7 separate regions of the Mus musculus genome follow, and regions 1, 2, 3, 5, 6 and 7 are each linked to region 4. A link is a contact called in public HiChIP or PLAC-seq data. All regions are on one chromosome and are shown on one strand. Each heading gives the region's core, a stretch centred on a gene start, on an enhancer-like site or on the middle of the called end of the contact. The rest is flanking DNA. Distances are from core to core; before and after follow the strand shown.

Region 1 (3,816 bases), core at 1,067-3,566, 180 kb after region 4:
GAGGCCAGCCTGGTCTACAAAGTGAGTTCCAGGACAGCCAGGGCTATACAGAGAAACCCTGTCTCGAAAAACCAAAAAAAAAAAAAAAAAAAGCAAACATAATGGAAGTGGAGTGACTTACCTCCCATCTTGAGCTAGACACTTTATTTTATGTCCTATCTCATTATCCCATTAAAGAGGGGTGTGTATATCCTTTTTATTTCAGACAGGGTCTCACCAGGTAGTCCTGGTTGGCCTGGAACTCACTTTGTAGACCAGGGTGACCGCAAATGCATAGAGACCTACCTTTGACCTGCTTCTGCCTCCAGAATGCTGGAATCAAAGGCATTTGCCATCTTACCCAGCTTATTATATATATTATTAATCTTATTGAATGAGAGAAAAGTTATTAAAGAATAGTGGGAGGCAATTCCTCCAGGAAGTAGGCTAGAGCAGGATTTGAACCCAGGACTTGCTGCCTCTAACAGATAATGGGCCCTCACAGGAACTCAGTAATGTCGTTTATTTTTTTCCTTTCCTGACTCTAGAATTTCAATGTATAGAATCTGGGAAGCTGGGCTTAGTAAGCCACACACCTGTAATCCCAGAGACTGAGAACCTGAAGCACTAGAGTCAAAAGTTCAAAGCTACTGTAGGCTACAGTGAGTTCAAAGCCAGCCTAGGCAACTTAGTGAGAACCCCATATCAAAATAAAAGGGGCTTGGGGGATGCGGTTTAGTCATAGAGTGTCTGTTTAGCGTGTGTGAGGCCCTGGGTTCAGTCCCCAACAAACCAAACAGAACAAGTCCGAGAGAAGACGCTCAATAAGAGACACTGGAGTTTACTTCTGTTAAGTGCCACACCCAGCCATCCTACCCTAAACTATCAGCTTCAACTTACCAGTCTGGGAAAATCCTTTTTACTGGCTCCCTCTGCGTGATCCTGGCTTGAGTCATCTGGACTTGTCCAAGGCCGCTTCTTCACATGTGTAGGTCTTCTCTGCTCTAGGGGTGCACCATCGAGCCCACCCAAGGGCTCTGGGGAGCTAGCACAGGAATTGGCTGGGGCAGAAAGTCCTTGTTCCAGCTCCATCCTGGACCCTGACTGGGCCTTGTCCTCTGGCCCCACCGGGTCAGGTGGAGTGCCAGGGCTGCCAACCACAAACGCGGGCTGTACTTCCTGCTGATCTGTAGAATCCTCAGTCAGCACCTCTGGGTACAGTGCTGGACTCTGAAGAGGCTCCTGGGTGACCAGACTAAGGGGCTCGCCTCCAAAGAGCCCTGGGAATTCAAAAAGGTGATCAAGGCTGTCTGGCGCAACCCCATCCTTAGAAAAGAGCATGTTTTCAACCTCGGTTTCTACAGCACATTCCACCCAACTTCCACCTGGCTCTCCAGGCTCAGTGTCCTTAGAAGAAAGAAGCCTTGGGGGACCTGCAAAGGCCTCTGGAGAAGCACACTCGGGAGGGTCCCCATCTGGTCTTTGACCAAACCTCAGGGAAAAACCTGACTTTTCCTCCTCCTGGGGACAGATTCCACACTTCCTGCATTTCCTTCGGAAAGGGGGCAGGACTGGAGATGGGGGCGGGCCCTTTGCACTGAGCCCCTCTTTGCTGAGTGTAGGATCCTCTGGGGAAACCATTCCTTCGACAGTGGTGGCTTGTCTAAAGCTGGGGCTGCTGGCCTCTTCCATTCCTGCTGGCCCCTCTGTACAGACCAGTACTCTATCTGGGAAGTCCAGTGATGTACCACAAAGACTTCTGGAGCTTCCAGTAGCCAAGAAGTCACACAGAGAGTCCTGGAACCTAGACAATGTCCTCTGTCCACCAGCCCTGGCTAAAAACTTGTCAACAGGCCTATGTGGAAAAGAGGGAGGTCTCAGGGAAAGCCTGACTGGGTAGTCCTCCCCGGCTTGCCAACTCACCTCCTAGACATGCTCCCTCCCCCGACCCCCACTCCTCGCACTAGTCTGCAGAAGGGAAGCTATCCAGATAGGGCCACTCCTCTGAGCTTCCCAAGAGCTTTTTTACCCTTTAAGCTTTCTGCTTAAATGAAAAAGGGTAAAAGTCACTACTTATCAGTGACACTGTGAAATGAGGTATCTCGCTTCACCCTAGCTGGTTCAGAGACTGCCCAAAAGCACACAGAGAGCAGAAAAGAGGAGATTCTCCCAGAAATGCAAAAGCCAGCTCCACACGGAGCAGAAATCTCAGCCCTATCTATACCCCACTCCTATAAACAGGACTCTGAATCAAGCCAGTCCCTGAACGCACTAGGACCTCCGACCTAAAGCTCCAACCGCTTACATCTGAGCTGCTACAGCTCCTTCTCCTTCTACTCCTGGGGGGCCGGGGGGGGGGGTTGAGGGAAGAAGCACGTGATGCGGAGAAGATGGTCCTGGATCCAAGGGGTGGGAGGCAGGACCTGGTGGTGCCCAGCAACGGCTCCCTAGGGGTGCTGGCGTTCTTGTCCAGCAGGAGGCGCTCGCTCCCTGCCGAGGGCTTCTGGGAGGAGGTGCCAATCATTCTGCCTCCACGCGACCGGGCGGGGTGCGGGGTGCGTGGGCAAAGGAATCGCAGACCCCCCGGATGCCGAAAGCTGCCTAAGATTGTAAACAGAGTGGAGGAGGTGTCTGAAACCCCTGGGGATTGTTAAACTCAAATCTGATTATTTTTCCTAATTAGATATTTTAATATTGTCTGGCATACAATATATCTAGACACACATGTGCCTTCTAGTCGAATAGAACGTCAAGAAATAGAAAAGTTTAAACTTCCTCTCATTTCTCAACCCTCTACTCTGTGGAACTTTGGGGTTTTTCTTTGTGGTCGATTTTGTTTGCCTGATTTCATAGCTATGGGTGACACTCCCATGCACATATCACTTGGCTCTTAAAATTTAAAAACCAAGTGATATGGCACTTAATAATCCATTAATCTATTAATTATTTATATTTATTGTTAATAGTATAATTAGTTGTTGATTATATATATTATAATTTATGATTAATTAGTTATTGATCCCACATGTGGTGACTTTATTTACTATTCTTTCCCCCCTCCACCCAGTTTTTAGTTTTTGAATATTTTTTAATTTTTAAAAATTGAATGTATTGGGCATGGTGGCCCATACCTTTAATCCCAGCACTCGGGAGGCAGAGGCAAGCGGATTTCTGAGTTCCAGGCCAGCCTCGTCTACAAAGTGAGTTCCAGAACAGCCAGGGCTATACAAGAGAAACCCTGTCTCAAAAAAAAAACGACAAATAAATAAATAAATAAATAAATAAATAAATAAATAAATAAATAGGAGGAGGAGGGAGAAGGAAGGGAAAGAGAGAGAGACAGAGAGAGAGAGAGAGAGAGAGAGAGAGAGAGAGAGAGAGAGAGAGAGAGAGAGAGAGAAGCAAAGTAAAATGTGAAGTCTGCCCAGCACCACCCTCTGCCTTTGAATTCAGAGGCCAGCCTGGGTGTATAAGACCCTGCCCCGAATTAAATAGATACAACAAATAAAATACCAGTTGCAAGGGATTCTGGGAAGCCACTTCCACCTCACCTCTTCCCAAGAGAGCAGGAAGGCACACTGGAATGGGAGAATGGAAGCAATATTTGAAAATATCTTTCATCTAATTAATATGTCAATTGCTTTCTCTCTCTTATGAATTTTGATTTGATTTGGCCTCATGAATCTCAGACTGGCCTAGAAATCAGTAAGTAACCAATGGGAGCCTTAATCTTCTCACTTCCAGGGTGCTGGGATCACAGGTGTGGACTACCACAGTGGTTTATGCCATGCTAGGGATGGAGCTAGGGTTTCGGGCATGGTGGGTAACCACTCTGCC
Region 2 (3,500 bases), core at 894-3,393, 170 kb before region 4:
TGGAATGAGGAAGCAGCTCACATATCCATGCAAGCATCCTGCCTTGCTGCGTCTCCTCCTTGTGCATTGAGGGTACAGCCAGAGGTGAATTGGTGTGTGTGTGTGTGTGTGTGTGTGTGTGTGTGTGTGTGAGAGAGAGAGAGAGAGAGAGAGAGAGAGAGAGAGAGAGAGAGAGAAGAGATTGTTTTCAATCTCTTCTACTTTCCAAGAGAGGTATGAATGGCTAAGGACAGGCTTTGGGGATCTGAAGTCAGGGCCACCCTTAATGGCCTCCTAGCAGCAATAGCAGCGATTTCTGTGACCACAACCAGCCTTTGGTCAGTGCTAAGTTTACCAATAACACAAACCTCCGTTTTCCTCATGTGTGAATTGGGTCAGGGAATGAGTCTTTTTTGGGACAAACACGGACTCAAACGGTGCCATGAAAGAGTGTGGGGCTCTTGCTTGCGCTCCACTAAGTTGAATTATATGTGAGGTCTGCTGTTGTAGATGTGCCAGGGAAGTGGGCCGAGGTTCATTTCCAGTCAGGCTGGGTCCTGGGCTGGAGGATCTGGTTCTCTTCATCTAGAAGATGTGGGATGTGGGCAAAGCTTTGAAGGCACCACAGGTGGACAAGGAGAAGGACTTTCAGGAGGAAGGCACCAGGTGGGCTGACGTGTGGAGGAGGGAAAGTGCAGGGTATTTGCGGAACAGCCCTGGCACAATTACCAGCTCAGCCAGGTGCTGTATGAATCACTCGGGGAAGCAGTTAGGCCGGATCTTTGGCCCCTGCGGCCAGCCAAACCTATGGACTTCCTTCCCTAACATTATCTGGTCTAGAGTTGGTGGGGGAGAAGGCTGGGGTGAGCTACCATAATTACAGAACTCTGCTGCTGCGCCTCACACCCGATCCTGGGGATGACCTGCCAGGATGCCCTCTCACCCAGTGACCTCCTTAGCTAGGAGGTCATGGCTGTACACAGATAGGGAGTGAGGAGTGCTGAACAGAGTGTGTGTGTGTGTGTCTCTGTATGTGTCTCTCTCTGTGTGTATGTGTCTCTTTCTGTGTGTATGTCTATCTGCCTCTGTCTCTGTCTCTCTGTGTGCAGTGCTGAGCAGTGAGTGTGTGTGCCTGTGTGTATCTCTGTCTGTCTGTCTGTCTCTCTTATGTGTATATGTGTGTGTGTGGAGTGCTGAGCAGTGTGTGTGTGTGTGTGTGTGTGTGTGTGTATTTGTCTCTCTCTCTCTGTATATCTATCTGTGTTTCTCTCTCTCTCTCTCTCTCTCTCTCTCTCTCTCTCTCTCTCTCTCGTGTGTGTGTGTGTGTGTGTGTGTGTGTGTGTGTGTGTGTGATCCAAGACAGGTCCAGAGTTTGAAGACAAGGTGGATGGAGAGGAGAGGGTCTAAACAAGTACGAATCTGGGGCCTTAACAGGGATGGGAATGACACAGGCTTTTATTCATGGAGCAGTTGCTGTGTGTTCTAACAGCCCCATGAGGTTAGCACCTTTAGTTTCAATAGGGGAAACTGAGACTCAGAGAAGCAAAGTAGCCTCCCTTATCCTCCCTCTGTCTGTCCTTCTCTTCTTTCTTTCCGTAGGCAGGATCCCATGTAACCCAGGCTGACCTAGATCTGGCTATGCAGCCAAAGATAATTTTGAATTTGTGATTCCTGCCTCCTGAGTGCTGGGTTACAGGCGAGAGCCACCATGCCCAGTTTTATGTGGATCAAACCTAGGACTTCATGAATTCTCTGGAAACACTCTACCGACTCAGCTACATTACCATCCCCCCACCCCCTTGCCTAGTAATTTACCATTGAGCACCCATAGATTGGGCCGAGGTTTTCCGCCAAGATCCAAGGGCATCAGGGAAGACCACCTCTTACTTCCTCTAACAATGACAGTATTTGGGGTCGGTCACACAATGGCTCCTATGAAGTTCAAATCCAGATGTATTTCCAAATCCTCGCTTTGGTTCAGCAGACAATCCTAGCTCAGAGTTGAGTTGGGCTGTGCCCCTGTCGTTGCTGGACTTTCCCCATCTCAACCTCTTTAGGAAATGTCTGGCGCCAGTACCTGTCCCAGGTGAGTCCTAGGAGGCCCCGAGCGTCGCCGGAAAGTGACGAGCGGCTTCGGCAGGTGGGGCGGGGCTGGGGCGGGGATGGGTTTGGGGTGGGGCCAGCCAAGCGCCTGGAGTCCCACCGGATCCGGGATCCGAGGCCGGTGCCCCGAGCCCCGCGCCCCTCACCGCCATGGGGGCCTGTCTCGGGGCCTGCTCCCTGCTCAGCTGCGTGAGTGCCCACCTCGTCCCTGCCGCGGCCCCGCTCACTTTTTCTCTACCTTCTTCCTCCAAGTACTTTCTTCTTTTTGCTTCCTCCAAACTTGCCTTTCAGAGGCCCCACCGATGCCCTTCTTATCCTCATCCCCCAGCTGCTCCGCTTCGGCCGCGGTGCGCTGGACAGCTGGTGTCGCGGCTCGGGTGACCGCGGGGGAGGGGTGGGGCGCGGCCGGGCGCCTTTGGCGCCGTCACTCCGAGAACCGGGATACTGAGGCCGGCAGCGGGTGCGGGGAGCCCCGCGGCCATTGCGCGCTCCCCAGCTCAGAGCACCCCCAGGTTGCGTGGCGCGTCTCTCTCCAGGGCGCGGGACTCTTTGTGTAACTGGTAGGGTCCCGGCCCCGCTGAGCTTACTGTCTTTCTGGCAGAGCGTCTGTCATTCTGTCTGCCCCTGTCGCCTGGCTTAGTCTGTTCTTTTGTGTTTGTCCCGTTCACTTCTCTAGGATTCGGGCACTGTCTGTCTGTCTGAACGTCGTCGTAACCAGCTCCGTCTGCATCCTCTTTCGGCGCGCAGTCTGGCCCGCTCACTCTAGGGCACCCCCCCTGCAAGCGCTGGACCCTTTCCCTCCAGCTCGAGCTGGAAAGGAGATGGGGGTTGGGTAAGAAGGGTGGGCAGGAGCCCCCCCCCCCCCATCCCGCTCTTGAGCGAGGTTGGTGTCGGTTGTCACTGACTACCTGTGCCAAACTTTGGATTTGGAAAGATCCAGAAATTGAGGGAGGTTGCGTGTGTCCACCTGGTCGCCACTGTTGGGGACCAGGCGGGAGGCCAGCTCTGTTTTGGGGCAGCAACCAGCACAGGGGAGGGGACCCGGCCGGCCATAACCGGCCGGGAGGCCCCCACTTCCCCAGCCCCCTTTCTTTTCCTTCTTCCCCTCATTAAATCTGAGGCTCTTTCAGACAGCTCCCTCCCCTTCTGGCCCCACACAAAGAGGGGCGGAGAGGGCTCCCGCGGCTGGCTGCTGTAGGAAGGTTCGTTCAGGACTTGCATCCTTTGTCCCTGATTTGTGTGCGTGTTAGGAGCGGGTGCCCAGGAGAGAGCTGCGCATCTAGAGGTTTTCTTTGTAGCCATTTTCTGAGAGTGAGCTCAGTCTGGGGAGGCAGTGGCGTGGGTCCCTGGACACAGCTCTTGTCCTCTCTTGGGCCTCTCTTTCCACTGAAGTGGGGGGGGGGGGGAGAGGGAGAGAC
Region 3 (3,727 bases), core at 257-2,756, 140 kb before region 4:
GCTGCCTGGTTGGTCAATGACTTCTGCAGTGGTTCAAGGAGTGTGTGGCCTGTACAACAGGCTCAGCCAGAGATGCTCAGTGTTGTGAAGGTCACAGGCAGGCTCCTATCACTCCAGTGCAGGCCAGGCATCCCGCCCACTTGTGGGTGTGGCCTTGTGTGGGTGTGGCCTGAAAGTCTGTTTGGGTGCTTCTATAGTCTTGCCCAGGACACAACCATCTCCTAGGTACCACCAGGGTTTCGGGGAGTATAGGGATTCAAATAGACACCCTGAAAACAGAGCAGGAAGCGTTGGGCTGAGAGGACATTTGCTGAGGTACACAAGGCCATGGAAGAGGAGCTCAAGGGCAAGTACAAACTGGAGTGCAGACAGCATGCGGGGTCAGAGGAAATCAAGGAGATAGGTGTGGGCGGGATGGTACAGTCTCCCTCAGGGGATGTGGGGAGACTAGACAGAGGGGAACTACTGGGGTACTGAGCTGGCAGAAGGCCTAAAGCTGTGAGCTGATGCTGGGATGTTCCCCATGACTACAGCTGAGTGGTAGAGTCACATAGTATTTTAGACAGATTTCCCTGGGTGAGGTGGGGCGCATAAAGGCTGGACTTCGTGAAGCTGAGGAAGGCTCTCACTAGGGATGGGTCTGGAGGATGTGCTTGCCCCGCCCCCTGCCCCCCCAACCCCCGCCCCCCGAGATCCTCTGAGTGAGGTTGTCAGAGCACCATGCATTGCTATTCTTTCCTTGTTTCTCCTTCAGGAGAAAAGAAATGCCCAGGGTGTCCTCGTGGCCTGTGTATTTGTAGAGGTGGTTGATTTGCCAGATGTGGTGGTGCACAGCTTTAATCTCACCACTTGTCCGGGAGGCAGAGGTAGGTTTATAAACTGAGTTCCAGGACAGCCAGGGTTACACAGAGAAACCCAAAACAAAAACAAAAAGAAAACAAAAAAACAAAAAAACAAAAAACCTTCCCTCAACAACACCCCCCAAAAAAAGAAAAAGTGGTTGTGGTTGTAAGCTTGTTACAGTCTCAGATCATTCAGTCAGCAATGCACTCACCACGTGCCAGGGGCTGGGCCGGGCCTTGCTGGTGGTATGGGGGAGGGGCAGAGCAAAGAGCCACTATTCTAAGTAGGTGAAGGACTTTCCCCTTGTCTCCTTGGTGTCACACTCATTAGCCTAGAGGTAGGGTTGTCACCACCCACCAGGGCAGGGAACCTGTTTAGCTGTCCCCTCTCCCGCTACCCAGTGACCTGACTTCCACCCACAGGGAACCTGTTTAGCTGTCCCCTCTCCTGCTACCCAGTGACCTGACTTTCACCCACCCTCCCATCTGTTCCTGGCTCCTCAGTTCTTCCTTCCCACCACACATACCCTCTCTTCCTCGTAGACCTGTCACTATCCCTTTCTGGTCACTTCCCCTCTTTGGGAAGAGAAGCTCTGTTGCCTGCAAGCCCCTGATAGGGTGTGCTTCCTTACTGCACTGGGACTGAGAAAAGAGCTGTCCTTGAGTCTGAGGAACTACAACGTCCTGTCCCCAGGCCACTGTCCTTCAGCCCCACCTGCAGTTTAGGTTGCAGAGTGACAAGGGGGTTGGGGGGCAGGGTGAATGCAAAGCTGGTCGATGACATCTGAAACAGACAGTGCTTGGAGTGCTCTGGGCTTGGCTAGTTCTGTCTGCCTTGATGTGTCATTGTGTGTTATTACCCTCTCGGGACCTCACCTGGATTTTTCATGACCGCGGCCACAGTAGCTTTCTTGTAAGCCATAAAGTGCTTTGCACTCAGTACTTACACAGCAGACAGTCTCGGCCCTTGTGGTAGTTTGAATATGCTCAGCCCAGGAAGTGGCACTATTAGGAGGTGTGGCCTTGTTGGAGGAGGTGTGGCCTTGTTGGGGTGGGTGTGGCCTTATTGGAGGAAGTGTATCATTGTGGGGGTGGGCAATGAGGCCCCCCTCCTAGCTGTCCAATAATGGACTGAACCTCTGAAAACGTAAGCCAGCCCCAATTAAATGTTTTTCTTTATGAGTTGCCTTGGCCGTGGTGTGTCTTCACAGCAATGGAAACCCTAACTGTATCAGCCCCTTCTCCCTTTGCTGCCTGGCCACTTTGCAGCCTCTCTGAGCTAATCGGATATAGGAGAAAATGCTGACTGTGTTTGCCTTTCTGTTATAAGGTCCTGCTCTGCCTTTTAACTCAAAGCAGTGTGTGGAGCTACAGCAACCTTCTTGGGATGATTAGAACAACAAACCCGTGGATGGAAATCTGCCTAGGAGACATGGAAGAGTTTGGGTCCCTGATGTCTGTGGGAGCTCTGCTATGCCTGGTCCGGATGTCACTGAGATGGGGAAAGCCAACCCCAGTATATCTGAGTCCCATTACTGTGCCTAATGGGACAGCAGTGCAGCTGAATGCGTGGCTAACTGTCTTAGTTACTGTTCTGCTGCTGTGAGGAGACAGCATGGCCAAGGCTTACAAAAGAAAGCATCTAGCCGAGGGTTTGTATAGGTTTAGAAGGTTCCGGAGTTTGGGGGGATCACGGCAGGAAGCAGGCAGGTGTGGCACTGGAGCAGAAGCTGAGAGCTTTACTTTCTGACCCTCGAGCAGCAGCTGAAGAGAAGATAGACAAACAGACAGACAGACAGAGACAGAGAGACAGACAGACACATACACACAGAGACAGACACACAGACACACAGAGACAGACAGACAGAGAGAGAGAGAGACAGAGACACACAGAGACAGAGACAGGCAGACAGACAGGCAAAGAGACACACACACAGAAATAGAGAGAGACAGAGATAGATAGATAGACAGAGACAGACAGACAGACAGAGGCAGACAGAGCCTGCCTGAGACAGAGCCCGACTGAGCCTGGGCCTGGCATGAGCTTTTGAAATCTCATAACTCATTCCCAGTGGCACACCTTCTCTAACATGGCTGCACCTCCTGATCTTTCCCAAACAATTCACTAACTGGGGACTAAGAATTCAAGGCTACGTGCCTTTGAGGGCCACTTTCATTGGAATAACCATATTAACTGATATAATTAACTGGCCACTAATTTTAGTAATAAGAACAGCAAGTACTGGCCCTGCACCTTGTAGGCATAATGTTTTGTGTGCTGCGAGCTTACCCTTGTGCTACTCAAATGCTGACTTCTCTGCACCCCCCCCCCATCCTGTTTTAATCTGGACACAGCATTGTAATGCTTATACCAAGAATCTCCTGTCTCAAGTTTGTATAAACAGTTCTTACCTTTTATTCTCTGCCTTGTCAATAAATGCTGATAACCCAGTGGTTGGGCAGAAGAGAGAAGGAGAGGAGAGTCAGATCACAGGCAGGATGGAGGAATTGGAGCAATGAAGAAGGGGTCTGGAGAGCCAGATCGATACACAAGCATCATGGGATGGGGCTGGGAGTTAGTTAGCCAGATTAGCATAGCGGTTTAAGACACATCATTCATTTAACTGCTCAGCTATTGAGGTGCAGTCTTAAATACATCTTGGTTTCTCTGTAGAGTTATTGGGGATTACAAGGTAAATCAGTACAGCCACCAGATTAATTCACAGCTTACCTTTATATTAGGCATAATTCATTTTCAGACTCTAACCAGCACCCATTCCTCCTAGTACTGTGTGTCTTTTTTTTTTTTTTTTTCTGTAACCCTTGAATCCATTTGTGTGACAGTCACTGTGCGGTCCAATTCTCCCCAAGGCCAATACAATCGA
Region 4 (3,435 bases), core at 612-3,111:
ACCAGCCACTAAAAATATGTACTATGGGAATGCTTTCCCAACCTGAGCTCCCGTGGAACACCAGCTTGTCACAAAACAATGAGCAGACGTAATTCAAAACAGATGGGGTAGGGTGGTCCCTGGTTAAGAAAGTTTTTAGGACTATGACGCATTCTATGACTTTCTGGGAGATTTGCAGTGAGCATTACCACGCTGTATTAACAGAGCAGTTCCCAAGCTTGCTTAACCACAGGATCCTCTATCAAGAGCACCCATTAACATCTCACAAAACCCAGCAAGTGGGGCGGAGTCTGGGAAGCCAGGCTGTGGTAGTTCTTCCTACTTGGAGCCCACACTGGCCTCTACTCACTTCTGCCAAGTATGCAATAAGTGGAATTCAAAGCTCTAACCCTGGCCTCACCCTCACCAGCTATGTGAGACCTCTAAGCCTCTCTGGGTTTGCTCCTCAGCTATAAGTCAAAATAATAAGCCCTGCATGCTTACAGGGTCTTCATATGGGCACAATGGGGGCCCAACTGCTGTGTGGGAGCCAGCAAGATGACTCAGTGGGTAAAGGGGCTTGCTGAAAGGCCCAAGAAGGTTGATCCCCAAGACCCACATGATAGAGAAAAAAATAATTCCTGTGCATGTGCACATGTGTAGCCGCCCTCTCCCCACCCCCAACACACACACAAAGTAAATGTAAGAAATGCTATATAAACCACATAGGCCTTTAAATATCTTTTAGTCTGTGACTATGGCCAATCAAAGCTTGGTAATAACCCATTTGACTTTGCATTCCACTTTCCATACATGAGACTAATCTCTTAAACTACTCTGTGATCAGGACGATTATTTTGTCCAAATTATTTCGAAGTGAGGGGCCTGCTTTGAAAACTCCTACAAAGTGATGTTACACTTTACCGTATAGCATAGCATATGCCTACAGGAATCACATCGTTCTTCCTAATAACTCTGTGAGGGGTGGACTCTTACTACTTGGTCCATTTTATGAGAGGAAACTGGATCAGGAAAAAAAAAAAAAAAAAAAAAAGACTTAAAACTAATGCGGCAAAGATCTGGCTCCACTTTTAACTCAAAACTGCATTTGGCACCTCTATGTCACCTAATTCTGGCCACAAAATAAATCACACTGAAATGATGTTCCCGGCTGGTTCAAGGCAGGCTAGAAAGGAAGGAAGAAGCAGTTGCAGACAACCCAAGTTCTGACCTTGGCTCTGCTGCCTAACTACTTGGTAACTTAGATAAACTCCATATCTTCTCTGGGTTTCACTTTTCCTACGTGTGAAAGGACGCTGGACAACCGTGAGGGGTGTAATCTCACTTCTGGTACCTCCTACCACTGATTGTCCCGAGATTATTCGGTCGCAGGACGGTGCTGAGAGAGTCGGGCAACTTGTTTTTATCAAGTTACGCCCAGAAAGACTCCAAGGGAAAAAGAGCTCTAAACGCCTCGAGAGCACAGAGGACTCCGCCCCACGGAGACCTGAGTTAAGCACCCTGGTCCGGTTCAGCCCGGATCAATTCACAGCAAAACCCCCAAAGCCAGTTTTGCGCAATATAAACAACCCCTCGAGTGGTCCTATGTGACGTAAAACGAGCGCGACGGACTGGCCCTCCTGTTTCTCGCTCACACAGAGTCTTGTTGAAGTAAACCTCTGCGTGAAAAGGCTGCGGATCAAGTGGGGAGAAAGAGCCGAGGATGGAGAGTGGTACCGGATCTATAGACAAGCCCAAATATTGACGCAGGGGCCACTACAACTCACCTGTCCGTTTGGATAGCTGGCCATGGCGGTTATGACGTCACACAACTGTGGTAGGCGGAGTTTCCTGCTCCCAATGCCGCTCCTGGTTGGATTTTGGGGCGGGTCCGATTGTGATTGGACGGACAGGCTGTCAATCTTCCGGTCAACAAACGGAAGTCACAGGCGGTGAGCTGGTACCTTACAGAGGGCTGGGTAGGAGTGTCCGGAAGTGTTGTTGACCGTAGTGGCTCGTTTGTTTTTATTTTTCGTGACCTGCAGCGGACCTCGGGCCTGGCCAGCTGTAGTTATCTAATGGGGAGACTTGGTCAGTTGTTTCTGTGGTGGCCATATTATAACCTGGCAAGGCCATATTATAACCTGACGCATATTAGTTACGTCACTGTCGTGATCACTTTACTTCTAACGCCCAGGCGGTTGCCATGGCTACTGAGAACTTAAGCCTTTCCTGGAATGCAGGTGCCATTTAGAACGTGGGTACTAAACAGACCCGTGGACAGTGGAGAAAGGTCAGACCGCCAGAAGAGAAGGAAAATTAAGATGTCACGGTGCTCCTATCTTTATGTATGGGGAAACTGAGGCTCAGAAAGGCAATGACTTAGTTACCTAAACTCACAGTGAGTTCCTCAGCAAAGTACGGCCTAGAACTAGTGTCAGTAGATGACTAGGTCTCAACAAGGAGGTTTTATTCCCTCTGTAGGTCAAATCACAGTTCCTAAGTTACCAACTTTCCTGTACTTGGCTCTTGGGGTTTAGGTTCTAAACTTGGTTGCATGTTTATTTGATTAGTTACATTCCCACGTGGCCGGGCCTGGTGGCACATGCCTTTAGTCTCAGCAGGCAGAAGCAAGCATACATACATAGACAGTTCCAGTCTAGCCATGGCTGCATAATGAGGCTCTGTCTCAAACAACAACAGCAGCAGCAGCAACAACAAAAACTCTCATGTGGACAAGAATTGTGTTTGATTTGCTTATAATTGTATCCCCAGTATCTACAGTGCCAACACTATACTTTTTAAATAAAAAGTCCTGAGCTTTCAATCTAGCCAGGCACTTTCCACAGTCCCACTGCTGATCGTGGTACTGGCCATAGGACAGTCTGCAAAGCACGGTCCTCATCCTTACCTGCAGAGGAAGACAAGTCTGGTGATCCAGTTCCTTCGTGATCTGGCCCAGCCTTACCCACCAGCGCCCCGCTGGCTTATTTCTTTGCTCAGCTTCCCCCTCAGCACTGGCGTTAGTGAGCAGATCCTGTTGTTCGTTTTCTTTTTTAAACAGTTTCTAGCTGTGTGATCTTGAAGAAGTCATTTAACCTCTCTGAGTCACAGTTTTCTGGAATACAACTTAGGAAAATGCTAACTTAAAAATGAACTAGTCACAGCCTCTCACACTCAGGGTTACAACACTCATTCATAAAGACCAATGGCCTCTCACATCTACTCCTCCTGTCCCACCCTCTCTTTAACACCTCCCCCCATGGCTCCCAGCTCATTAGCCACTCCTCTCAGTCCCTCCAGTACTGCCACTGTGTCGCAGTCTAGCCCAGCGTAAGAATTCTCTGATCATTTCCACAAAACTCATCCTTCCTGTCTCAGAAAATAAAATATATATATGTATGTATATATAATCAATCATCTGGTTTTGCTCCATGTTCCAACCACCCCTCTGCT
Region 5 (3,426 bases), core at 663-3,162, 200 kb before region 4:
ACTCCCTAACTTGACAGCCAACTAGCTGGGTGTGGGCTCATACCTCTAACCCCAGTGCGGGAGAGGCAGAGACAACAGGACCTGGTCTCCTTAGGGAGTTCCAGGAGAGCCAGGGATACACAGTAAAACCCTGTCTTAAAAGACAAGACCAGCTGCCTTCCTGGAGAGCCTCAGGGTAGGGTAGGTGCCGGTGGGAGCCCTGTCTGGAGATGTGGTTCAGCAGTCGCAGTGCTTGCTTAGCACGGGCAAAGGGCCTTGGGTTCCATTCCCCAAACCAAAAGGACAAATTGCTTTGTGGGCCTGTTTCAGAGAAGAGCTGGAAGTAGGTGAGAGGCAACTACACACATCCCTCAACATGTCCGATTCCAGCCCTCCTTCCCGGGGAAGACGGAGTGGAAGCTAGCTCAGGCATGACACAGTCCTGTTTTCCCTGCCCCAGCCTCCTAGACCAGGATGATATAGCCAGGGACTCCGCAGGTAGAGGTCTTTATCTAAGCTCAAGGCAAGAAAGGAAGGGCTGGGGCCGTCTTGGATAAGTGGTTCATGTGACATTCCCCACTGTTGAAATGGGAAGAACTCTAGGTAGTTCTGGGTTCTCAACTATTTGGAAGGCCGAGATGGCAGGTTACAAGATCAAAGCCAACCTGGGGAAGTTAGTGAGAACCTGTTACACAGAGTAAAAAGAGGGTGTGTGTGTGTGTGTGTGTGAGTGGGGAGTATAACTCAGCAGTAGGGGGCATGCACAAGGCTCTAGTTCAGTCTTCAAAAAGAAATCCTGGGCTTTCCTATGAGGCGATGAGCTCATGTGTCCCAAGCTGTCTTCCTATTAAGTAAATCATGGGACTCTTCCTTTCTTTTTTTTTTCAAGACATGGTTTCTCTGTGTAGTCCTGGCTGTCCTGGAATTCTCTCTGTATAGACCAGGCCTAGAACTCGGGAGATTCACCTGCCTCTGCTTCCCAGAGTGCTGGTTAAAGGCGTTGTGTCACCGCCCACACCACACAATTTCCCCAGCCCCAAGCCACACTCTCCCTTCATAGCTCTTCACCTTTCTTCTGACACCCTCTGCTCGATCCCAGGCTTTCTTCACCCTATCCCCAGCACTGATCCGGTGGCCGACTGGTGCGGCCGGGAAGCCTATGTGTAGTGGTCGTCTTGCCCTGCTCTAGCAGCAGCGTCTCCGACTGATCCCAGGGGTGGCTGCACACACTGTAGGTGAAGGTCAGGCTGGTGAGAACCAGGGCATCTTCCAGAGAGAGGCCTCTTCACTACCCCAACATGGAGGGGTAGGGCTTGTTGCTGACTGCCTGGCTGTATCTTCACCTCTTCCCAGATGGAATTCACTGATTTTCTTTAGTCTTCCTCCAGGCTCTGTACACTCCTATCTGCTCTATTCCCTTTCGGAATTCAATTTCTGGACCACCATGCTCCTCTTTGCCTTCTCCTGCGGCCAGCCTCCCGCCCTTCTTTCCCTCCCCTTTCCACCTCCGGATCACCTACACTGCTTCCTAGAAAGCCTCCCATCCCGGACCTCTGCGGCCACAGCTGCCTCTACCCTTCCCCTCCAGCTACGAGGCTCGCCAAGCTTGGACCGCGACACCCCCCTCCCAGGAGGCCGGGGTGGGGTGGGGTGGAGTGGAGTGGCTTCAGCCCAGGCCACCCTCCGCACCTCAGTATTCCCTGTCTGGACTGGCTAGGAGCTTGCGGGAGGCACATGGGGGCACTCCCCCTGGGAGCTCAGCGCCAAGACCGCCTTGCCGGCCCTCCTGACCCTAGATCCTGCGCCGTTCGTTCGCTCACCGAGTGACTTCATGTAGTCATCAAAATTCTTGCTGTCCACTAGCTTCCAGGTACCGACAAAGGCGTCCGCCATGGTGCGATGAGTGAGGAGGCGAGCAGGCACTGAGAACCGCAGCTCCCGGCTGGACAGCCTCTTTAAATAGCCCTCGCATCACATGATGAAAGTGGCCCACACCCCTCGCTCCCGAAATAGGAAGCCGGGGCTTGCACTCCCGCAAAGGGCTGGGGCCCATCCCCCACAGCCCTCCCGTCGCCTACGTCAGCGGCGCCCGCGGTCCTGTTGGTGCCATCTAACCCATCCCTGGCCTGGCTGCGGGGCGCTTCCCGCAACCCAAGTAGAGCATCCCCCGGCCATACTGAAAGGAAACTCGCCCTTGAGCTGGTGCCACGCTGGAGAAACGCCGCTTGATCCTTCTGCCGCCTTGTTTTTTAATTCGCTGTGGTTTTATTCTTATATTGTGTATGCTCGTGTAGGCGTACTTATGGGGAAGGGGTGGGAGACTGGGGCGTTCGTTGTAACTCGCGGGAGTCCCTTCTCTGCTTCCACCGTGTGGGTCCCACGTATCAAACTGGGGTTGTCAAGGCTTGACAGCAAGGGCCTTTACCCAAAAACCCATCTCAACGGTCCTATGTCCTCTTCTTGTAGAAGAGGCTCAGAGGCTCGGAGAGGAATGACGCGGTCGCCGTAAGTAAAAAAGAATTGGAGCCTGGACAGAGAGCATGGTCTAGTGGCCTTTGAGCCCTCTTGCTCCTACCAGACAAGTGGAAAAGAGTTGCCTTGGACACCGCGGATGGCTGAGCTGCCCAGCGCCTCACCTGCTGGCGGAGAACGTGACCTTGCTTCCCTCATGCTAGCCCCACACGTGCTAGCCCCTCCCTGCGGAATGTCTCCCGCCTGCGCCTTTCTCCGCAGTCCCACCCGTCGCCGCTGCCTGAAAGCGCTTCAGGCTTTATTTACTGACCTCTGAGCTTGTGCCAGGGTCGTTCTTCACTCCGCGAAGACAATTTGTCTATTCAGAGGGTTCTTCCGGCCTCGGCCACCTTAACTCCCGGAAAGCCGCGACCCTCTGCTGAAGTCAGTTTTTTCCCCTGACTTCTGCCACTAGACTGCTTGTCACCTTAAAGTACGTTATTAAATAAGACCCGACTATTGATGGTTGTAGCCTACTTCAGGGCATGGTCACACTCAACTTTTTCGTTGGTAGGTGGTATCATCCCCTTTTTACAGGTGAGTAAGGGAACCTCAGTGGAGCCTATTCCTTAGTTCAGCAGTTTCTGTTTAATTATTACCAAGTCAGCATCTCAATGTGTAGCAGGGGTTGACCTTGAACTAAAGATTCTCCTGCCTCTGTCTCCTGGGTTACAGCTGTGTGCCGCTGCTCTGGCTTGAGCCAACAGTTAATACGGCACCTGCACCTGGAGGCAAGAGATTCCTGAGTTGGGGGCCAGTCTGAGCCAAGGCAAGATACTCTCTCAAAGTAAGCTCCTGGTTTGTGCGGGCCCTGCTTTGGAGAAGTCCACATGGATCAAGGTACAGGCTAAAGTACTCCCTCTGGGAGTGACTCTAGGAGGGACCTGTCCTGACTTGGGGATTCAGAGGAAGAGGGACATAAATGAATTTCTGAGC
Region 6 (3,643 bases), core at 770-3,269, 220 kb after region 4:
CATCTGAAGGCTGCTAGAAGACTGGCTTCCAGCCGGGCAGTGGTGACACACACCTTTAGTCCCAGCACTTGGGAGGCAGAGGCAGGAGGATTTCTGAGTTCGAGGTCAGCCTGGTCTACAGAGTGAGTTCCAGGACAGCCGGAGCTGTACAGAGAGACCCTGTCTGGAAAAACCAAAAAAAATAAATAAATAAATAAAACAAACAAACAAACAAAAACCCCCTAAGACTGGCTTCCAGGCAGTTAGGGTTTTAAAGCCCACGCCCACAGTGACACACCTTCTCCAACAAGGCCATACCCCCTAATAGGGCCACTCCCTGAGCTAAGCATATTCAACCATCACACCTACTATGCACAAGGCCCTGCAACCCAGCACCACTGGGCTTTGTTGTATAAGCCTGTCATCCCAGTAGGTAGAGGCAGGATTTATCTAGGAGTTGGAAGCCAGCCTAGAAAACAGAGACTGTCTCAAAAACAAATAGCCCTCCACACACAAAATTTGCTAATCTTCACTGATAATCAAATAAATGCAAATTAAAAAAAAAACAGCCACTTTAATTTGTCAGATATGGGAAGAGGGCTAGTAGTTGCGTGGTGGCAGACTGCTTACCCAGCATGCTCAAGGCTCTGGTTTCCATGGAGATTGGTGGGGCATTTAAAAACTGGCTAAATCCTAGACTACTGAGGAGTGGCGAGATGTGGCAGCCTAGCCAGGTCCGTCAGTCTTTGTTTCCTCTGCGGCTCCCAGCCTGCCTGTGGCCACTTTCAGCCTCTGCTTCCCTGCCAGTGTTAGCTCCTCCTCAGCCTAGCGTCTCACTTCTCCCTCCACACAAGCTGCTCTGGCCTGATCTCCAGATGGAAGCTGGTCACCTATCAGTCACAGAGTGTCCTTCCCTTGGCTTCTGCGGCTGCGCACACCTGGGACTTCCTACCCGTTCTTGCATCCTAACCTTCCCATCCGGCTCCTGGCTTAACAGCTCCCTTTTCTCAGGAGCCGCCCCACCCACAACGTACAGTGTCTTCCTGAGAATGCTCGGCCACAGATGAGGTCTCCAGCTCCCATCTGTCCTGGGAGGCCTTTGTTTTTGTTGTTGTTTGTTTGTTTGTTTGTTTGTTTGAGACAAGGTTTCTCTGTGTAGCCTCGACTGTCCTGGAACTCCATAGACCAGGCTGGCCTCAAACTCAGAGATCTGCCTGCCTCTCTGCCTCTGCCTCTCTGCCTCTCTGCCTCTCTGCCTCTCTGCCTCTCTGCCTCTCTGCCTCTCTGCCTCTCTGCCTCTCTGCCTCTCTGCCTCTCTGCCTCTCTGCCTCTGCTTCTGCCCCTCTGCCTCTGCCCCTCTGCCTCTGCCCCTCTACCTCTGCCTCTGCCTCTGCCTCTGCCTCTGCCTCTGCCTCTGCCTCTGCCTCTGCCTCTGCCTCTGCCGAGTGCTGGGATTAAAGAAAGGCGTGCACCACCTCTTCCTGGTTTGGGAGATTTAAGCCTACAAATTTGCTAGACTTTGGCTTCTTTTTAATAAATCTCCACTTGTTCTGCAATAAATAAATTACAGCTTAAGGAGGCTGAGGCAGGATGAACACTTAAACTCAGGACTGAGGCCACAGCACAGTCTTTAGCCTCTCCGTGTGTGTGTGTGTGTGTGTGTGTGTGTGTGTGTGTGTGTATTTCTGTCTGTCTCTGTCTCTCTGTCTCTCTGTCTCTCTCAAGCACACTCACTTGCTATCTCTCTATCTCTGTCTGTGTCCCTGTCTCTCTCTGTCTCTGTGTCTCTGTCTGTCTCTGATTCTCTGTGGGTGTGTGTGTCTGTCTCTCTCTCCCCATCTCTCCTGTAACTTGTAACTCTGGGCATAGAATCCAGGGGATCTCAGCCAACTGCAGGCAAATGCTCTACCACTGAACTACAGCCCAGGCTTCAAGATCCTGTTTCGAAACAGAACAACAAACCGAAAAGGAAGAAGTTCCTCCTTCGCTGCTTTTCTGCCTCATTCATCGAGGCAGGCTCTCTCAGTCAAACCCAGAGCTCACCGATATGGCTGGTTGCACTAGCCTACTCTGGAGATAGCTTGCTCTGCCTTCCAGCAGGCCACCACGTCCACCCAGCCTTTCATGGGTCCTGGACATCCAAACTTCCATTCTCACATTTACGCAGCACATACTTTAACATCTGAACTCTCTCTCCAAGGCATGTGCACAATTTTTAAGTTTCCAAATGGTCCCAGAGGAAAGGGTACAGGACAGGGGCGGGGGGGGGGGGGGGGCGCAAGGGGAACTTTAGATACTTGCTCTGTTTCTGTAGGGAAGGACTTTCTGTGGGCCTGAACTTTACCTTTGGCTGGCTGACAGGATGTGGTATGCAGCCTTGGCAGGGACTTTGCCTTTCTCAGGATGACAGTGGGGGTGGAGCTCCAGGAGCCCGGGGGGAAGGGGGGGAGGAGAGCATCTAGACACCTAGGGGGTCATCCTTTGCTAACTCGTTGAGGAATCCTTGTGTTAGGAAACTGGTTCTTTCTTTTAAAAATAAAAATTAAACTACTCTGTTTTGCAGCATTTGCCCACTTCCGTGATGTAAATATTCCCACCGGGGCCAATTTCACACTACCACAGTGTACCGAGCAGCTCACAGAATTCCTGCAGCTTTAGCAAGGAGCTCTCTCTTGCTCACCTGCCCAGGGCCACTCCCATGAGCCATTCTCCACGGAGTCCCAAAGATAACTGAGGAGCCTCTAAGGAGAACTAAGGACTTGTCAGCACACAAACAGGGCGCTAATGCAAGCAGGGAATTAAACCCTACTCACTAGCAACGAGCTGATGGAGTTAGAGACTTGAGCTATGTTTGCATTAAAATATTTTTTACTTGCTTTCTCTCGGTATAAAACAGACACAAAGGACGGCAGTTCGTTCCACGGGTGTGTGCTGAGAGCCTTGCTCCTCGACAGCAGTGCTCTAGGCACACAGGACTAACGAGATGAACGAGACAAGGTTCTTGGCCTCCGGAAGCTTACATTAGAATCTAGACATTAACATTACACAGTCATAATTTACAGAGAAAACTGAAGTGGAGAAGGGACTAGGAAGTGGGGAGGACTCCTGTTTTAGATGGTTGGGAGAAGCCCTTCCTGATGAACGAACACTTGAACGGGGATGAAGAAGAGGAAGCTGCTAGTCCCGAGGCTGGCAGAGACATTCCAGGCAGGAGAGTGGAGTTGGCCAGAGTTGGGGGTGGAGCTGGGGCCCTGAGTTGACCTGTGTGAGGTCAGCAGGGTTCAGGTGTGGCTGGAGAAGCATGTGTGTGTGTGTGTGTGTGTGTGTGTGTGTGTGTGTTTGTACACATATAGGGAGAAGTAGGATTAAATTAAGTCAGGGCCCTGAATTTGCATTTTCTGTGGTAAGGAAGGCTTTGGAGGGACTGAGCAGAGAAATAATATCTCCCCTACATTCCAAAATGGCTGCTGGGCCAAAAATAGGATGTGGCTGGTAAGAAAAGAAACAGAGGGTGGATGAGATGGCTCAGGAGGTAAGGGGGCTTGCTGCCGAGCTTGACAGCCTGAGTTCAATCCCCAAGGCAGACGTGACTGAGAGCAATCCGCCCCTAGGAGCTCTCCTCTGACCTCCACACGTGGCATCTGTGTGAGGGTACTTAGACACA
Region 7 (3,698 bases), core at 155-2,654, 250 kb after region 4:
TCAGCATATAGCGGGTTCCTTCATCTTCCTCGGTCTCATGGCCATTCCGTCTGACTGTATTAATCACTAATTCCTATGCTCTTCCTCACGTTCTCTTATTGCACTGATGTTTAACTGAAAAGAAATGTTCTTCTCCTACCCCTTAATAATTTCTTGCCAGTTTGTCATGTTCCCTCCCCTGGTATCCTCAGTGGCTAGGATAGTGGGTAAACACGTAGCAGGCACACCGCACTCACTCACAGGAGGTTGTCACAGCACTCAACAAGCTGTGTTTAATCCCTTGGGGTTTTGATACATGGACTCCCTATGTAGCCTAGGTCCTCCTGCCTCAGCCATCCAAATGCTAGCTACAAGTGTGTGCCACCATGAGCCCCACAGCTGGGTGTGGAGAGACAGGACCACTGGGAGTCCTAGGCCAACCTAGGTTTTTGTTTTCTTTTGGTTACGTAACTAGAAAAAAAAAAAAAGGAAAACTTAAGAGCTGCCAAGATGGGCTGGTGAGATGACTCAGCGGGTAAGAGCACTCTTCTGAAGGTCCTGAGTTCGAATGCTAGCAACCACCCATAAAGAGATCTGATGCCCTCTTCTGGTGCATCTGAAGTCAACTACAGTGTAACTTATGTATAATAAAAATAAAAAATAAAAAGCTGGCAAGATGGTTCAGCAGATAGAGTGGCTTGGCATCAGCCTACAATCCAACCTCACTTCCTGGGACTCAAAAGTGGAGGAACCAATTCCTGCAAGCTGTTCTCTAACCTCCACACAAATGCTGTGGGGTACCCACAAACACATACACAAATTAAATGTAATTTTAAAAATTAAGGTTTAAAGCCAGATGTGATGGCACACACCATTAATCCTAACATTCGGGAGGCAGAAACAGGTGGATCTCTGTGAGTTCAAGGCTAGCCTTGCCTACAAAGTAGAGCAAGCTACAGAGGGAGACCACATTGGGGGGGGGGGGGCAAAGTGTGCTGGCACACACCTGTAATCCCAATATTATCACCAGGGCAGATGTTCCCAGGCCGTAGTGCCTTAGATCCACATGGAGATAAGACCCAGGTGTTGCGGCACCTGTTCCTTCTTGGCTGTGGGGAATCTTTCCTTGCCTTCTGTGGGTCCCCCATACTACCTACAGTGCTAGCTTGGGGGCCCGCCCTTCATCCATCTGCGAAGCCAGCAACATTAAACCCAGGAAAGGCTCTCTGAAGAACTTCCATCAGTCTGCCAGTTCACCTAGGAAATGCCTATTTCAGCACTGCTATTCACATGAAGCCCACTCATCATGTCAGGCCCAGGAACTTTAGCTGCACGCATCTGAGGAACCATTATTAAGTCACAATGCTTGTTTGTTTCTGTGTTGAGGCCCTGGCTGTTGTAAACCAGGCTGTTCTCAAACTCGAAGAGATCTGCTGCCTGCCTGTGTCTTCTGGGTGCTGGGATGAAAGGCATGCAGCACAACTGCCCAGCTCAATGAAGACTTCAGTGGCATCAATCCCACCAGGTAGACAAATCCAACACTAGGAGAACCCACCACTAAACTAAGTGCAACAGAACTTCTGGTGGTCTTTATAGGAGTAATCCCAATGAAATAAAAATTCTCACTGGGAGACAGAGAGGGCAGTGCATGCCTGAAATCCAGCACTTAAAAGGGGCCGGAGGATAAAAATCCCAAATAAGACGTCTGGTCTACATAAGAAGTTATAGACCAGCCTATAGAGACCCTGTTTCAAAAATAAAAAACCCAAACCACAAAACAATCTATGCTGGAACAGACTCAAAGGAGAATGTAAGTTTAGTTTTACTGTAAATTAAAGAGAAATTTAACTGTAGTGTTCAATTCCCAGTACAGGGTGTGTTTCTGTGTCAGAACAAGGTAGATGTGAAATCAAAACGATTTGTCTTTTGTATGTGTACACACTTGTGTGTTACAGCACAGGCTCCAAGGATCAAACTCAGGCATGGTGGCCATCTTGCCAACTCCTCAAACCAAATAAAGACAGGTTCTCTCTACAAAGCCATGGCTACCTTGGAACTCACTTCACAGACCAGGGTGGTCTTAAACTCAAGTGATCTTCCGACCTCTGCTATCCAAATAATGCCAAGATTAAAGGTTTATACCACCAACTCCAGCTTTTTTTTTTTAAAGATTTATTATATGTAAGTACACTGTAGCTGTCTTCAGACACTCCAAAAGAGGGCATCAGATTTCGTTACGGATAGTTGTGAGCCACCACGTGGTTGCTGAGATTTGAACTCTGGACCTTCGAAAGAGCAGTCGGCGCTCTTAACCACTGAGCCATCTTGCCAGCCTCAGCTCTGACTCTTATCATGCAATAAATAGTATGTTTATAAGTTGGTGGGAATTATGTAGAAAAGTTAATGAAAAGGGTATCAGAAAAAGGCACTTAAATTTGAACCTTTAATCAAATAAGGGATGAGATTTAAGAAGATGGAAATGCTTGCCTTAAAATTAAAAAAATAAAAGGGAGGTGGCTGGAGAGTTGGTTGGCGGTGTGAGTGCTTTTGCAGGTTCTGCAGAGGGCCCACGTTTCTTCAGCAGTAGTTCCAGGGGATCCAATTCTGTCTCTTGGTTTCCATGGATACCTGCACACATGTGGCACACACACATCAAATTTTTCTTTTCTAAATCTTAGAAATACTATAGAATGGGACCCTTTACACTGGGTATGTTGGTAGTAGTAACTAAGACAGTGGCATTGCGTGCCCACCAGAGATGGCTGGGTAAGGTGTAACCTGGCAAGCTTCTTTCAAAGCTTTGGTGTGAGCGCTGGGACACACTGGCCAGGGCACACTGTGACAGTGAGAGGACAGCTTTCAGCTGTCATTGTTGAGACCATCCAGCACTATCACAAGCTGGCTCTGCTCGCTCTCTCTCCTCAGGAGTGCTGGGATGACAACTATCCGTAGCATCCAGCTCTCTCTCTCAAGCACGGGCTCCAGGGATGAGCTCAGCCTTTTTACCCGCTGAGCTGTTTTCCAGGTTCCTTGTTTCTGGGTTTAAAAACCAATTAGAACTAAAGTAAGGAAGGCATTAAAGAAGTAAGAACCCCCAAAGAAAAAGAGCTAAATGAGGCAGATGTGGCAAGTTGGAAAGAGCACTAAGGTTGACACAAGGCCATGAAACTTTAGATGCATCGGCATGGTCAGATACACAATATCAGAGGAGCTGAACCAAAACCAAGTTCAGCCAGAGTGAAAAGACAAAGCATGCCATTTAGAGCCAAGAGTAATGATCATAACCAACCACAGAAGTTAAGAGGGCTAATGCAAGGCACAAGGTTAAAACCAAGCAATGTGACCCACGGCGCCTAAGTAGCACAGCACAAAGCTGTCCGTTGTAACTGCTCACCAAGATGGACTGGCTCTTGCCATAAAGCCCAGGGTAGCTTTGAACTCCCTGGTCCTGTCTAACCTAGACAGGACCAAAGTACTTAGGCTAGCATCACACCCAGTCTCTATCTGTAGCCAGACTTTTGGCTACTTTATGGTTTTTGTTTTGGTTTTTTTTTTTTTTTTTTTTTTGGTTTTTCGAGACAGGTTTCTCTTTGTAGCCCTGGCTGGCCTCAAACTCAGAAATGTACCTGCCTCTGCCTCCCAAGTGCTGGGATTAAAGGCATGCGCCACCACTGCCTGGTGGATTCCTTTCATTATCACCCTTCTCCCTCCACCCCCAA

Evidence for each region. HiChIP or PLAC-seq counts read pairs in DNA pulled down with a chosen protein or histone mark.
Region 1: a contact with region 4 is called in a FOXA1 HiChIP or PLAC-seq map of pancreatic cancer cells. The contact joins the promoter of Spocd1 here to the promoter of Pef1 in region 4. A contact is called at or near these places in 6 of 39 promoter capture datasets (the C10 cell line, embryonic stem cells, hippocampal neurons and 3 more), 1 of 484 Hi-C or Micro-C datasets (cranial neural crest), 6 of 115 datasets of contacts at active chromatin or transcription factors (T-cell acute lymphoblastic leukemia, craniofacial prominence, embryonic basal ganglia and 3 more) and 3 of 9 other capture datasets (adipose tissue, liver and pancreatic islet).
Region 2: a contact with region 4 is called in an H3K4me3 HiChIP or PLAC-seq map of embryonic stem cells, with 8 times the contacts expected there. The contact joins the promoter of Serinc2 here to the promoter of Pef1 in region 4. A contact is called at or near these places in 8 of 39 promoter capture datasets (the 3T3-L1 cell line, cranial neural crest, embryonic stem cells and 5 more), 1 of 484 Hi-C or Micro-C datasets (the G1E-ER4 cell line), 11 of 115 datasets of contacts at active chromatin or transcription factors (T-cell acute lymphoblastic leukemia, bone marrow-derived dendritic cells, bone marrow-derived macrophages and 2 more) and 2 of 9 other capture datasets (adipose tissue and pancreatic islet).
Region 3: a contact with region 4 is called in an H3K27ac HiChIP or PLAC-seq map of embryonic stem cells, with 2.5 times the contacts expected there. The contact joins the enhancer-like site here to the promoter of Pef1 in region 4. A contact is called at or near these places in 4 of 484 Hi-C or Micro-C datasets (the G1E-ER4 cell line, embryonic stem cells, myocytes and 1 more), 8 of 115 datasets of contacts at active chromatin or transcription factors (T-cell acute lymphoblastic leukemia, embryonic stem cells and epiblast stem cells) and 1 of 9 other capture datasets (liver).
Region 5: an HNF4G HiChIP or PLAC-seq map of pancreatic cancer cells shows a contact between it and region 4. The contact joins the promoter of Fabp3 here to the promoter of Pef1 in region 4. A contact is called at or near these places in 1 of 39 promoter capture datasets (hippocampal neurons), 4 of 484 Hi-C or Micro-C datasets (the G1E-ER4 cell line, erythroblasts and nephron progenitors), 14 of 115 datasets of contacts at active chromatin or transcription factors (T-cell acute lymphoblastic leukemia, bone marrow-derived macrophages, differentiating embryonic stem cells and 5 more) and 1 of 9 other capture datasets (embryonic stem cells).
Region 6: an H3K27ac HiChIP or PLAC-seq map of T-cell acute lymphoblastic leukemia shows a contact between it and region 4, with 8 times the contacts expected there. The contact joins the enhancer-like site here to the promoter of Pef1 in region 4. A contact is called at or near these places in 1 of 39 promoter capture datasets (cranial neural crest), 10 of 115 datasets of contacts at active chromatin or transcription factors (T-cell acute lymphoblastic leukemia, effector CD8 T cells, embryonic forebrain and 5 more) and 1 of 9 other capture datasets (adipose tissue).
Region 7: an H3K27ac HiChIP or PLAC-seq map of microglia shows a contact between it and region 4, with 5 times the contacts expected there. The contact joins the promoter of 1700108I11Rik here to the promoter of Pef1 in region 4. A contact is called at or near these places in 2 of 39 promoter capture datasets (hippocampal neurons and liver), 1 of 15 datasets of contacts at CTCF or cohesin (large pre-B cells), 2 of 484 Hi-C or Micro-C datasets (cerebral cortex and megakaryocyte progenitors), 4 of 115 datasets of contacts at active chromatin or transcription factors (bone marrow-derived macrophages, double positive thymocytes, embryonic stem cells and 1 more) and 2 of 9 other capture datasets (adipose tissue and embryonic stem cells).

The regions. Positions count from the first base shown.
Region 1 is chr4:129,927,267-129,931,082 of GRCm38.p6, reverse strand. It overlaps Spocd1 (SPOC domain-containing protein 1), which reads right to left and starts at 2,316. Exons shown (of 15, transcript XM_017320505.1): 1 at 2,285-2,316; 2 at 880-1,834. The coding sequence starts at 2,286.
Region 2 is chr4:130,274,229-130,277,728 of GRCm38.p6, reverse strand. It overlaps Serinc2 (serine incorporator 2), which reads left to right and starts at 2,143. Exons shown (of 10, transcript NM_172702.3): 1 at 2,143-2,271. The coding sequence starts at 2,233. Gm34957 (a long non-coding RNA gene) reads right to left here. Exons shown (of 2, transcript XR_376686.3): 1 at 1,795-3,500.
Region 3 is chr4:130,249,355-130,253,081 of GRCm38.p6, reverse strand. It overlaps Gm46724 (a long non-coding RNA gene), which reads right to left. Exons shown (of 3, transcript XR_003955118.1): 3 at 3,278-3,727. Among named protein-coding and RNA genes, the nearest start is that of Gm46724, 15 kb to the right of the region's middle. Within about 2 kb of position 1,506, at least 37 of the 459 cell types and tissues checked have an H3K27ac peak or open chromatin away from gene starts, as enhancers often do. A contact at or near this core is called in the G1E-ER4 cell line, embryonic stem cells and epiblast stem cells, where this site is marked.
Region 4 is chr4:130,105,982-130,109,416 of GRCm38.p6, reverse strand. It overlaps Pef1 (penta-EF hand domain containing 1), which reads right to left and starts at 1,861. Exons shown (of 5, transcript NM_026441.4): 1 at 1,767-1,861. The coding sequence starts at 1,790. Gm40258 (a long non-coding RNA gene) reads left to right here and starts at 1,299. Exons shown (of 2, transcript XR_868200.3): 1 at 1,299-1,816.
Region 5 is chr4:130,307,224-130,310,649 of GRCm38.p6, reverse strand. It overlaps Fabp3 (fatty acid binding protein 3, muscle and heart), which reads right to left and starts at 1,912. Exons shown (of 4, transcript NM_010174.2): 1 at 1,800-1,912. The coding sequence starts at 1,872. Gm10570 (a long non-coding RNA gene) reads left to right here and starts at 2,945. Exons shown (of 4, transcript XR_868203.3): 1 at 2,945-3,027; 2 at 3,166-3,330.
Region 6 is chr4:129,881,432-129,885,074 of GRCm38.p6, reverse strand. No RefSeq gene overlaps it. Among named protein-coding and RNA genes, the nearest start is that of E330017L17Rik, 23 kb to the left of the region's middle. Within about 2 kb of position 2,019, at least 237 of the 459 cell types and tissues checked have an H3K27ac peak or open chromatin away from gene starts, as enhancers often do. A contact at or near this core is called in T-cell acute lymphoblastic leukemia, adipose tissue, effector CD8 T cells and 5 more, where this site is marked.
Region 7 is chr4:129,850,937-129,854,634 of GRCm38.p6, reverse strand. It overlaps 1700108I11Rik (a long non-coding RNA gene), which reads left to right and starts at 1,404. Exons shown (of 2, transcript XR_868199.3): 1 at 1,404-1,504; 2 at 1,935-2,132.